Linked DNA regions of Mus musculus: region 2 is linked to region 1. The links are chromatin contacts, called in public HiChIP or PLAC-seq maps. All regions are on one chromosome and are shown on one strand. The core of a region is the stretch at or near the end of the contact, and the rest is flanking DNA. Distances in the headings are between cores, read along the strand shown. Region 1 holds the start of 4930506C21Rik (RIKEN cDNA 4930506C21 gene). Region 2 overlaps T2 (brachyury 2).

Region 1 (6,412 bases), core at 3,149-5,648:
CGGCAGCGGCTTCTTCTTCTTCTTCTTCTTCTTCTTCTTCTTCTTCTTCTTCTTCTTCTTCCTCTTCTTCCTCTTCCTCTTCCTCTTCCTCTTCCTCTTCCTCTTCCTCTTCTTTCTTCTTCTTCCTTCTTCCTTCTTCTTCCTTCTTCCTTCCTTCTTCCTTCCTTCTTCCTTCCTCTTCTTCCTCTTCCTCTTCCTCCTCCTCCTCCTCCTCCTCCTCCTCCTCCTCCTCCTCCTCCTCCTCCTCCTCTTCTTCTTCTTCTTCTTCTTCTTCTTCTTCTTCTTCTTCTTCTATGCCAACAAAAGCCCACACAGTGTCCTTGCAAACGTGCCTGCTCCTCTCACCAGCCTCTTCCAAGGCTGCTCTTTCCTGCAGGGCTGTTAGCTCTGTTGTACTGTTGTAGTGGGCAAATGTTGTAGTGGTCCCAAGTGGGATGGACAGCCACAGTGAATCACTATTTCATATTAATAGCTTCATCTTTTTTAATAGTTTGAAGCATACACAGAAAACAGAAGGACCCCAAGTTTCCCCTCGCTTCTAGCCCCCACAAACTCCCCCTAAATCTTATGATGGGTGTGTTCTACTCCTGATGAACCATCTTGGATTTCTGTTATAGTTTCTGTTATAGTTCATTGTCCATTATAGGAGTCACATTTGGTGCTGCACATGATGTGGACTGGAACAGATGCATAATGCCATATGTCTTAGTTCAGGTTTTATTGCTGTGATGAGCAAGACACCATGACCTTGGCAATTCTTTATAAAGGCAAACATTTAATTGGGTCTGGCTTGCTGGAAGCATGGCAGCACACTGGCAGAGATGGTGCTGGAGAGACAGCTAAGAGTTCTACATATGGACCCAAAGGCAGCAGGAAGAGACAGTGACACCCTGGCCAGGCTCGAACTTCTGAATCCTCAAAGCCTATCCCCAGTCACGTATTTTTTCCAACAAAGCCATGCCTACTCCAACAAGACCACAGATCCTAAGAGTGCTACTCCCTATGGGCCTATGGGGACCACTGCATTCAAACCACAACACCATGTATCCATCATCACATCCAGAAACAGTTCCATTGCCTCTGTGTCCATTTGATGCACCCTCACACACCCCACCCCGATCTCAGAAACCAGCATCTGGTTTAACTTTTTTGGAATGTAACATGGCATTGTGTGGAGTTGTAATAGATACTGTCCTTTGCATTCAAGGGTCCCATGCCTTTTCCAGCCTAGATAGCTCCTTTCTTCCTTCCTTCCTTCCTTCCTTCCTTCCTTCCTTCCTTCCTTCCTTCCTTCCCTCCCTCCCTCCCTCCTTCCTTTCCTTCTTTCCTTTTAAAGATCAATGCTTTCTATGTAGCCCTGGTTGGGGTTGGACTTGCTATGTTGATCAGACTGGATTTGAACTCACAGAGACCTGTCTCCCTCTCTCAACTGCTGGGTTTAAAAGTATGCATCACCAAACCTGGTTTAGTAGCCAGGAACTTAACTCAGTGCCTGGGAAGGACTTGTTTTCCCAGAGGTCCAGTCTCTCTCCACTCACAACCTTACTTTACACCCCGGTTACCTCGGGTTTGGAAAGTAAGGATTTCTCTGCCACCGGAAAAACCCTATGTTTGAGAACAGGGAAGATATGGAAGCTGTACGTTCTTCTAGTTTCTCTGGGAAAAGAAGAGAAACAGGGGCCCAGAGCTGGGTGTGTACATGATGAGCAGCCGGGAGGATGAAGAGCACCAGTTCCACAGTGAGTGAGTGCCAGCCCTGTTCTCAGTGTTTCCAGGCAAGATCCTTGCTATTTGGGCCCTTATGTTCAGGAAAGCCACCACAAATGCTGACTTGGGGGATGCCGAGCAATCATTTTCTTGAGCACATGCAGCTGGGTTCTTGAAAACCTCTGGTCACGTCTTTGTCAGCTGATCATTATGTAACCTTGTTTGCTTTGCATTATACAGATTTGTTAAGGTTGGACGCACAGCTGCCACCCTATGTCCAAGTAAGGCTTTTCTTTCCATCTTCCTAAGAAGGCAATTAGGAGACTGGGCAGGAAAGATGGTCCCTGACTCATCAAACAGTGAGACCAGCAGCAGCAGCAGGAAGAGGAGGAGGAGGACAATAATGTGAAAACTGGGGCACTGATTGGGGCCCAGAAGGGAAATTTGTTTATAACATGAACTGAAATAAGGCAGCCTACCTCTCTGGATCTCAAAACGCTGACCCTGAGCCTGCATGGCCCGGAAAGTGCTACAAGGACTGACTGATTTGTAGCATCTCCAACCCCAGAAGCTGTTACTGATAAGGATGTTTTCAGGGTTTTTCTATTTAGTCCCTTAACAGCTCTGTAAGGAAGGGATAGATGTTATTTTCATATTTGTTTTGTTTTAGAGACATGGTCTTTCCCTCACACTATGTAGCTGGCTTTCCCTCACACTACGTAGACCAGGCTGGCTTGAATTCACAGAGATCCACTGCCTCTGCCTCTCAAGTGCTGGGTTTAAAGGCTTGCACCATTATGCCTTCCTTATTTCCATATCTGAAGCCAAGGTTTGTGGTGATTTTTGTCAAATCCCAAGGCTACAAGGAGTGGGGACAAGATTCTAGCCCAGTTTCTCTCCAGAACCTAGGCCCTTACTCATTTTATTATCCCCCACAATGGATCTAATAAATTCTTTGTAACATTGTTCAGAAGACAGGTTTGGCTTCTAGGGAACAAGAAACAATAAAACCTATACATTGGCCTTTTGTTTGTTTGGTTGTATGGGTTTTTGAGACAGGGTTTCTCTGTGTAGCCCTGGCTATCCTAGAACTCACTTTGTAGACCAGGTTAGCCTCTAACACAAGAGATCTGCCTGCCTCTGCCTCCTGAGTGCTGTACTAAAGGCATGCGCCACCACCTCTAGTTCAGTCTTTATTTTGCTTTTAAGATTTATTTATGCTCTGTTTATTTATATAATAATATAAGTTAATATATGTTATATATAATAAATACTAAATATATTTATTTATTTATTATGCTCTATTTGCATGTATGCCTGCATGACAAAAGAGGTCATCAGATCCCTTTATAGGTGGTTGGAAGTCACCAAGTGGGTGCTGGGAATCAAACTCAGGGCCTCTGGAAGAGCATCCAGTGTTCTTAACCTCTGATCCATCTCTCAAGCCCTCAGTCCTTGTTTTTAATAGTTACATTTTGTTCTATATAATTAAATTTGTCAGGCAATTTACACTTCAAGACATGTGTGTTGCCCAAGGTCTCTATTCTACATAAGATCGTACTCGGCCTTAAGAATGACAGGGGCCTGGAGAGATGGGCTCAGTGGTTAAGAGCACTGGCTGCTTTTCCAGAGGATTCAGTTTCCCAGCACCCACACAGCAGCTCACAATCTTCCCTAATTCCAGTTCTAGGGAATCTGATGCCTTCTTCTGATAGCTATGGGCTGTGCATGAATATGGTACACAGACACACAGGCAAATGACAGAAGGGGGTGGGGTCACATATATATCAAATCAGAACACTAAGAGGTTAAGTCTCAGGCAAAACTGGGTTACTAAATAGCTTTCTGTCTGCAACACATTCTAGGATCGTTGTTTATTCTTGTTACTATAATTAACACCCTATCATTTGTACAAATTAATGGGTTTCACTGTGACATTAAGATCCATGTATATGTCACCAGAATTTTTAAACTGCCACTAATTATTTCAAGTACATACTGACTCCTTCAAATCGAGGTTTCAACTATATTGTGAGTACTGGCAATTTCATATATATTGAAAAACAGACTTTTCATAACTACTGTTATCAGATTTTTTAATATAGAAGTTACTATACTTCAAAGGGAAAACGTGTAGCCATATTAAAAACTATTTTATTGGACATCAAGGACGATTTTTATTGTACATTCGTTATCATCTTTGTAATCTTTCAAAGGGCAAAGGGACGGGGCTTTCGCACTTTTGTTCGTTCAGGTCTAACTCCCTGAGAACGCTGGAGCAGTTTCATCTGTAAAAGATCCCCTTCTCTAGTAATGACTGCCTTTCGCGAGGCAGTAGGATTGACAATTAACCCTTTTTTTTTTCTTGATCCAATTTTAAGGAGGAAGCTGTTAGTGAAATCGTTAAAATAAAGGCCATTTCATTACCATCTCTCCAACCCAAAACAATCGGGGCAGGACCTGTCACTCAGTGCCTGGACAGTCATGCAACTGGACACTGTTTCTCTGCACCAGGCCGGACAGACAGCTCTAACTGTGTCCCTCCCTACTGGCTGGCTGAACGATCTTGAGGATAAGAAAAGCCACTCACCAGCCCCCTGCGGGCACCCGTGGGCGCGCCGGAAGTGACGTAATCAGGCCCGCCCCAGCAGATTAAAGAGCAAGGAGGTGCGCATGCTTGAAGGAAGCGGAAGTCCGGATTTCCGGCCGGCGCTTGAAGGTGCGGATTCCGGGCTTCCGGGTGGGCGTGGGGGCCGGACGAGCTAGGGGTCGGCGGCGTGGCAAGAGGACAGGGCTATGGAGAAGCTGCGGCGCGTCTTGAGCGGCCAGGACGACGAGGAGCAAGGCCTGACGGCGCAGGTAACGTCCTCGGCCGCGGCGACAGTGGGAGAGGGGACCGCGAACCGCTCTCGGGGAGTCGGTCCCGGATCCCCGGGACTGTCCGGTCCCCGCTTCTCTGCCATGGCCTTTCTCTGCGCCCTCCCCTCCTGCACCAAGTTCCGCCGCCCCTGCAGCGAGCAGGCCTCGGGGCCAGGCTGCCTGTGGCCGGCTCATTCATTCCAGGTCTCAAGACAGATCTGGGGCTGGGGAGATGGCTCAGCGGTTAAGAGCACTGACTGCTGCTCTTCCAGAGGTCCTGAGTTCAATTCCCAGCAACCACATGGTGGCTCACAACCATCTGTAATGGGGATCTGATGCCCTTTTCTGGTGTGTCTGAAGACAGCTGCTGTGTACTCATATAAATAAATAATAAATAAATAGATCTTTAAAAAAATTAAGGCTGAGATCTGGGCGAGAGACTGGAGAGCACGGACGTGCCAAAGGTTGCCTGTGAAGTCAGCCCTCCTTAGTAATGCATGGTTTTGTTTTGTTTTGTTTAATTAACAGAGCCCTTGTTTGCTTGTGACCCAGACATGAGACTTGATAAAGACTTACTTCCTCCAGTAAGAATTAAAAATAGGCAAACAGGAACTGCTTTGTGTTTTGCACGCTAGCACATTTTGGTGTGTCTTGGCACAGACCTGGGCCTGATTTTGTATTACATGAAGATGTTTTGTTTGTTCGTTTTTCCTTTCTGACTTATTTGTTGGCAGGGCTGAGGTAGCCCGTGTTGAGACAAGTGAACTCTATATTGTATTTTGTGTTTTGTTTGTTTGTTCTTTTTGGGTTTGTTCCAAGACAAAGTCTCACTGTGTAGCCCTCACTGGCCTGGAGCTACAAAGGTCCTCCTGCCTCTGCCTCCTGAGAACTGAAATCAGTATTGTAATTGCAATACAAAAGACCTGTACATAGTCACTTCAGCAATGGCTGTAAATATGGCTTATCCACCGTGCTTGATAGTATCAACTGCTTCATGCTCCACTCTTTGTTCTAGATCTTTGCTGTAGCTATGACCACATGTAGCCACTCAAAATGTAAACAGATTAAAATGTAGAATTTATTTCCGTAGTGGTGCATGCCGTTTTTAAGTGTTGAGTAGCATGTGGCTGCTGCTCAGACATTGCTGGAGTGTTGTCAGGCAGTGCTCTTGTAAATCCTGGGGACAAAGAAGTGAACTTGGTCCTTGGAGCTGTTTCCGGAAGAGAGGAGATTGTGTAAAGAAGAGTTCAGTCAAAGGTGGAACGCTCTGGTGGTGATAGACTGTTAGGTGGTTATCCGTTGTCACTGTGGATGTAATAACAGTGACTGATAGAGGCCTCCGGTGCTACGGTTACAGTGTTAGTGGAAAGTGCGTGGAACAGGTAGAGTGGGTTGGGAAGCTTAGGGTTGCCGTAGTGCATAGGGTAGTCAGCCTCTCAGGTAGCTCAGGGAAGCTCTTCCTGAGCTCCCAACTAGGAGAGAGTGGCAGGGGTGGCCTCTGTGTGTGCTGGGCCGGTGACTGGAACAGAGGGAAAGAGGGACACAGGTAGGAGACAAAGGCAGGAAGGCAGGAGGTGGAAGATTCTGCGTCCCATTGGGTCTCTTAGGCTGTGGAGAGGGTTTCGATTCACTGTGAGTGAGTGATACTGTATTAGCCACTTTCCCATCGCTGAGCACAGTACCTGGCAGAAACAGCTCAAGGAGAGGGAAGGTATGTCGTGGTTCCATTTCAGAGCTTTAGTCCATCTTGATGGGAAGGTATGGTGGACAGTTCAGTTCTTGGATAGACGTGTGGGAGGGGATTCGCTTCCCAGCTCCAGGAAGGAGAGAGGTCAGCCCTAGGGAG
Region 2 (6,156 bases), core at 1,311-3,810, 98 kb after region 1:
GGGCTCTGAGATGTACCATAGTCCTTCATAGTACAAATGGCACTAATGACCTGAAAAGACAGAAGCCAAATGGGGCTGTGGCTTTTAGGGACTTCTGGTATTCTGCTCTCAGACACAATGCTCATACACCATCTGATCTCAGGAAACAGTTTTTGTTAAGTTTGTATTTGGTGACTAGATGGTCAATAAAACCAGAAGAGCCTCAAGTAAGTTCCTTGTTTGATTTTCTTTTCTTTTTATTGTCTCTGCTTCTGAGGATATAGAGGCTGATAGCTTTTCCCTTAATTTCACAAAAGATGTGGGACTCTCCACTCACTTCCAGTGTGCTTTAAGCTAATGAAAAAGGCACGAAGTTCCAGTGGCTGATTGTCCCCAAGTCATAGAAAGCTGGAGTGCAGACTGCTTAGCATTCACGGGTCGCTTCACACTCTGCTCCTGGCAGATACTGATGTAGTGTTGGTTGCTTAAGCGGTGCAGATGCAATGAATAAGCTGTGGCAAGTTTTGGTGTCAAACGGGTGTGTCCGAAGGTTTAGCTGAAATGTACCTCGTCCCTAAGGGAAACTGGCCTGGTGATTCCCTGCGGTTAGAAAACGTGGACCTCATGAGTTCAGGTGATCTGGGTGTAGTAGTGCCACATTAGTCCCAGCATTCAGGAGGTAGAGGCAGGTGGATCATGATTTGAGGCCAGCCTGGTTTACAGAGTGAGCCTAGGGAGGCTAGGGGTTGGTGGAGGGGCTGGGGATGTGAGGGTGTTTGGTGAGATTCAGATGATCCAAAATATGTTTTTTCTGATCATGTGGTCGGTCTGTGTGAGAATCAGGGCCTTGGCGAAATACTCACCAGACTGACGTTTTTATTAAGAAAAATGTCCCGTGTCTGAGGAAACAACAGAGCCAGTGAAGGACCTGGGCTCACGGAATAAAGAAGGCAGTTGCTGTGGGGTAAAGCATGGGACAGAGCTCTGTACACCTACACCCACATAGCAGACGTATGTTTATCACATGCACATACAAGCAGAGCAAAACATACTCGGAAGGGTGTGTGTGTGTGTGTGTGTGTGTGTGTGTGTGACAGGCAATAATAATTATGGAATAAGAGGTTATCAGGCAATGGAGCTGGGAAGGAAAGGTAGAGGAGGGAGCAGAGGGTGGGGTGAATATACTGCATTAATGTGAAATTCTCAACAGAATATAAAAATTGCTTGGTGGTAGTGGTGTGTGGCATTTGGAAAACAGAGGCAGGTGGATCTTTGTAAATATTCAAGGCCAACTTGGTCTACAGAGCGAGTTCCAGGACAGCCAGGACTACACACAAAGAAATCCTGTCTTTAAAAAAAAAACTAATAATTCATTATAATAAATAATAAATTTATTATAATAAATAAAGAAAGAAAGAAAAGAAAAATGTATACAAGAAGTAAACATGTTTACGCTTTTGGGTTTTTGTTTTGTTTTTTTGGTTTTGGTTTTGGTTTTTTTTCAAGACAGGGTTTCTCTGTGTAGCCCTGGCTGTCCTGGAACTTTGTAGACTAGGCTGGCCTCGAACTCAGAAATCTGCCTGCCACTGCCTCCCAAGTGCTGGGACTAAAGGCGTGTGCCACCACTGGCTGGCTCATGTTTAGTTTTTAATCTGCCCCATGTGAACCCTTTAATATTGCCATAAATAAATCAGTTTCCTCTTTTCCCCTCGTCTCCCTCAAGACATTGGAACAGATGAGCAAGATATAATGATCGAGAATCCATCCACATTTTCTATTAGCAGGCTCATGCTTAGTCCATAATTACCAGTTTCTCTTTATTGAAAACAGGCAAAGTGTTTTGTGTGAGTAGCAGCATAAGCCTGTTATCTTGGCAAACATACATATTTGATTTTTAAAATCTCTTTGTCTCTCTGTGTGTCTGTCTCTCTATGACTCTGTCTCTGTCTCAGTCTGTGTGTGTGTGTGTGTGTGTGTGTGTGTGTGAGCGCTCGCATCACATGCCCAGGCTAGTTTGGGGACTCATGTTCTTTCCTTTAACCTCCCAAGTGCTAGAATTAGGGGTTACCAGTCCTTCAGCTCATTTCTCTTGGTGAGGAATGTAAATTCAGCACGGAGCTTGCTTGCATTGCATCTCAGAACCTGGACTGTGAAGCATCTGCGATCTCTGGCGGCTGCTCCGCCTCCAGTGGTCTTTGACTCAGAGGTTTGCATGCAAGGGATTTCCCTGGGAGGCACACAAGGGCCTGCTGTGCCGGGGTGGAGTGTGGTGGGACGGATCTTTATCTTATTCTAGGTGTAGAGCAGGGTTGAACCCAGCACATAGACGTGCAAGGTGTGTGCATGGTGCCTCTCCAGCCTCCCTAGGCCTGCCCCCCACCGCGTCCTCAGCCTTTACTAGGGACTTCACTAGGACACTTCTTTCCTCCCATTCCACACCTGTACCCACCTCCCTGCTGTAGTTTATGAGCCCAGGAGGAGGCAGGTTTGACACAGGGACACAGTCTCTGAGGACAGCTGCAGACAAGTTAGCTCCCCAGACAGTAAAATGTAAAGAGGGGGGAGGGGCGACCTTTGAAGTTTGCAGAAAAGCGTGACTTTGACCACTTCCTTCCCTCTTCCCCGGAGTCCCAGGGATTAAGCAGAGAGCAATGGCCAGTGAGCTTTACAAGGAGGGATGCAGGTAGTGCGCGGAGAGCAACTGCCAGCGAGCTTTACAAGGAAGGACGCATTTCCATCACCAGGGGCTGAGTCCTTAGTGTTTAATACTGCTCTGAATGGCTGTTCACAGCACAGGAGCCCTGTGGTCACAGGAGCCCTGGGCAGAGCACATGGGAACACTTTACTGGAGGCTCCAGAGCAGGGCCCTAGGGACATCCATGTACAGGAGTGTGCAGAGAACACTCTGGAGTCAGAGTTTAAACTTTGACAGTACTACTGGGCTTGCTTTCTTCCTGTATGTTTCCAATGGGTTTTCTCTGTACTTGGCCCTCCTTGAGCTCAGGAGGAGGGCTGATAACCAAGTGGACGGAACTGTGACACCACACACCACCACCACCACCACCACCCCCACCCCCACCCCACCCCCCACGCCCTGCAATTTCTCCTCTCAATTTCATATCTGAGTTTTAGTCTCTGGTTGGTTGCTTTTCTTTCTACAATGTTTGTAGTATTTTTCTGTTTATTAAAGAATTCCAGGAGTTTACTTTTCTTTGTCATGTTTTGACAGTTTACCATGAAATGTTTGGGGGGTGAGGGGAGAGGAGGGAGAGAGAGGGAGGGATGGAGAAAGAAGGAGGGGGAGGAGAGAGGGAGGGAGAAAGGGAGAGATGGAGGGAAGAGTGAGAGGGAGAAGAGGGAGGGAGGGATGTAGGAGAGAGAGGGAATGATGGATGAGGAGAAGTGAAGGGGGAGGAGGGAAAGAGAGGGATGGATAGAGAGAGGAGAGAGAGGGAGAAGAAGGTGGGGGGGGGGAGAGAGCATACAACAAAACAACAAAACTTACATCTGGGAGCTGCTAACCTCAAGAAGCTGCGAGGTAAATCTGTATCTGACAGGTTGTACAGCATCAGGAGGCCCTCATTCTCTGTCTCATCCTATGTCAAAGAAGGCCAAGGGATGGAGTGTTGTGAGAATTAAATATGGGAGTATAAAGGGGTTGATCAGCAAGCCTGGGGCTTCCCTTCACCCTTGCTGATACTCCACAGTGTGTGGTAAAATAACCTGGCTAAAGCAACTAAGTGCAGGTTAATTTCAGCTCATGACTTAAGGAGATATATAGTTCATTATGGTGGGGAGGCATGGTGGCAGGAGCTTCCTTCCAACAGGAAGCGTCATTGATGAGGACTGTATGACATAGGTAGCAGAGACGTACACATAAATGGGGGAAGAAACAGACCATTCAGAATGCACCTGTGTATCTTGCCCATGTGATAACAAGGGCACATAGGCACACCCTTTCCCACAATGCACCTGTGAGCTGTGCCCATGTGATAACAAAGGCACACCCTTCCCCACAATGCACCTGTGTACCTTGCCCATGTGATAACAAAGGCACACCCTTTCCCACCAATTACAGTTGAGCAAATGAACAACTGTGGACAAAAGTAAGCACACATCCCCCATGGTTAAAACAAACACAACCTCAGCAAACTAGAAACCTGCCCAGATGTCCCTATCCCCACCAGCCTACCCTCCACCCCGCACAGTCAGTCACGCCTTTAATCCCAGCACTCGGGAGGCAGAGGCAGGCGAATTTCTGAGTTCAAGGCCAGCCTGGTTTACAGAGTGAGTTCCAGGACAGCCAGGGCTTCACAGAGAAACCCTGTCTCGAAACAAACAAACAAACAAACAAACAAACAAGATTGAGCTGGAATCTTTTCAAAATTATTTGCGTATTTAGTGTGCGTGCTTGGGCACATGTGCATGCCACAGAATGCATATGGAGGTAACAGGGCAACTGACAGGAGCCAGTTCTTTCTGAGGCTGGGTCTTCCTTGTCTTGCTGCTGCTGTGCTGTATGCTCCAGGCTATGTGGCCCATGACTTCTGTCTTCCTGACTCCACCCACTGTTTTCCTGAAGCATGCTGGGATTACAGATGTGCACCCCCAAATACAAGCTTTGCATAGGAGTCCTGCTCCAGGATTTGAAGGAGGCTCGTGAGGCTGATGTAGCTAGCTGCTTAACCCACTGAGACATTTCCTCAGCTCTTGGCTGGATGCTTGGTATGAATTGTGCTTACCTATAAATCTGTTTTACTAAATTGATCCAATCCATGAACACGATTGGCTGGTTTTTGTTTTTTGTTTTTTTAATATTTAGATCTTTGATTTCTTCAGCGACATTTTATAACATTGAAACATGTGTTCTGTGTGCTTCATTGGGTTTCTACAGAAGATCTATTTGTTCCTAAATGGCTTGTCGGCCTTGTGTCTTGTATTCTCATTGAGTTCTCTTGCTTAAAGCTTTTCTTGCTTTCCTCCCAGCCCCTGCGGGCAGTGTTTATGTTATCTTAGTGTGATCTCTTCCCTCCTCCACTCCCTTCTCTCACTGCGTCCCACTTTCTCTCTGATGTTCTGGCTGAACATCTAGTCTGAGGTAGCCATCTCACTTCTCTGAGTGAGGGTTGGCACAGCCTGGAGTCCTGCATTGGGGGCGGGGCTCTCATGAGGTGACAGAGGTGGAGGGGCCAGCACATGGCTGCCAGGCTTGATGTAAAGGGCCTGCCCATCGGAGGGCATTTGTGAGAAGACTTCTCTTGTTTTCTTCTAAGAGTCTTCTCGCTCGGCTCACGGAATGGAGAAAAAGATGCCAACAGCATGGAGCTGCCCAGAGGCTGCATCGAGGACCTGAGGAGGTGAATGCGTGGGGCTCTGCCTCATCTTTGGGTGATCTCTTCACCTATTGAGCCTTGAGAACTTTAGTCCTGGCAAAGGGTAGAAGACATAATGAGGAATGCCTATTACATACATACATACATACATTATACATACATATATACATGCATGCACACACATGCATACATATACACATGCATGCACACACACACATACACACACATGCATACATACATATACACATGCATGCACACACATACATACATGCATGCACACATATACACATACATATGCATACATATGTACACACATACATACATATGCATACATATATACACACATACATACATGCACACACATACACACGGTCATCTAGCTCAGGGTTAGGGGCTAGCAAGCGCCCCCCCCCCCCCAATCTCAGGCATTCCTTCCTCCGTCCTTCCTCTTCAAGGGCCATTTCCCTATTTTTAGACCATTCTCCCATCTAGTAGTTTATCGTTTACAATTTAATTGTGTATAATTTTTGCTTTTGTTGTGTTTTAAGCAATTTCTGGCATGGGGACATAACCCAGTGTTTGAGTAGAGGTTTAGCATGCTTGAAGCCCTGGGTTTGATACCCCAGCACTGGGGGAAAAAAAGAATAAATATTTAGATAAATATAAATATTTTTCTCACTTTTTAAAGAGTGGCATAGTTCATAACAGTGTATTTAGGTTTTTCAAATACTATACTAAAGGACGCACTGGCTGCTCCCTTCAGCCGTCATAAAAAAAAAAAAAAGACATTTGTTCTTTCCAGTGTCAGGCTGGTGTAGGCTCTCATGAGCTCCCTGGCGCTCCA

What was found. HiChIP or PLAC-seq counts read pairs in DNA pulled down with a chosen protein or histone mark.
Region 2: an H3K4me3 HiChIP or PLAC-seq map of embryonic stem cells shows a contact between it and region 1, with 7 times the contacts expected there. The contact joins the enhancer-like site here to the promoter of 4930506C21Rik in region 1. A contact is called at or near these places in 3 of 39 promoter capture datasets (embryonic stem cells, neural stem cells and stem cell-derived epiblast-like cells), 5 of 484 Hi-C or Micro-C datasets (all in embryonic stem cells), 7 of 115 datasets of contacts at active chromatin or transcription factors (the 230-238 cell line, the HPC-7 cell line, the SCID.adh cell line and 2 more) and 4 of 9 other capture datasets (adipose tissue, embryonic stem cells, liver and 1 more).

Annotation. Positions count from the first base shown.
Region 1 is chr17:8,306,720-8,313,131 of GRCm38.p6, forward strand. 4930506C21Rik (RIKEN cDNA 4930506C21 gene) reads right to left here and starts at 4,399. Exons shown (of 5, transcript NR_073374.1): 1 at 4,298-4,399. It overlaps Sft2d1 (SFT2 domain containing 1), which reads left to right and starts at 4,384. Exons shown (of 8, transcript NM_134114.2): 1 at 4,384-4,566. The coding sequence starts at 4,504.
Region 2 is chr17:8,406,566-8,412,721 of GRCm38.p6, forward strand. T2 (brachyury 2) reads left to right here. Exons shown (of 11, transcript NM_001161832.1): 6 at 5,253-5,336. Gm34036 (a long non-coding RNA gene) reads right to left here. Exons shown (of 3, transcript XR_385202.4): 2 at 5,992-6,156; 3 at 5,054-5,405. Among named protein-coding and RNA genes, the nearest start is that of Gm34036, 4.2 kb to the right of the region's middle. Within about 2 kb of position 2,561, at least 65 of the 459 cell types and tissues checked have an H3K27ac peak or open chromatin away from gene starts, as enhancers often do. A contact at or near this core is called in the 230-238 cell line, the HPC-7 cell line, the SCID.adh cell line and 2 more, where this site is marked.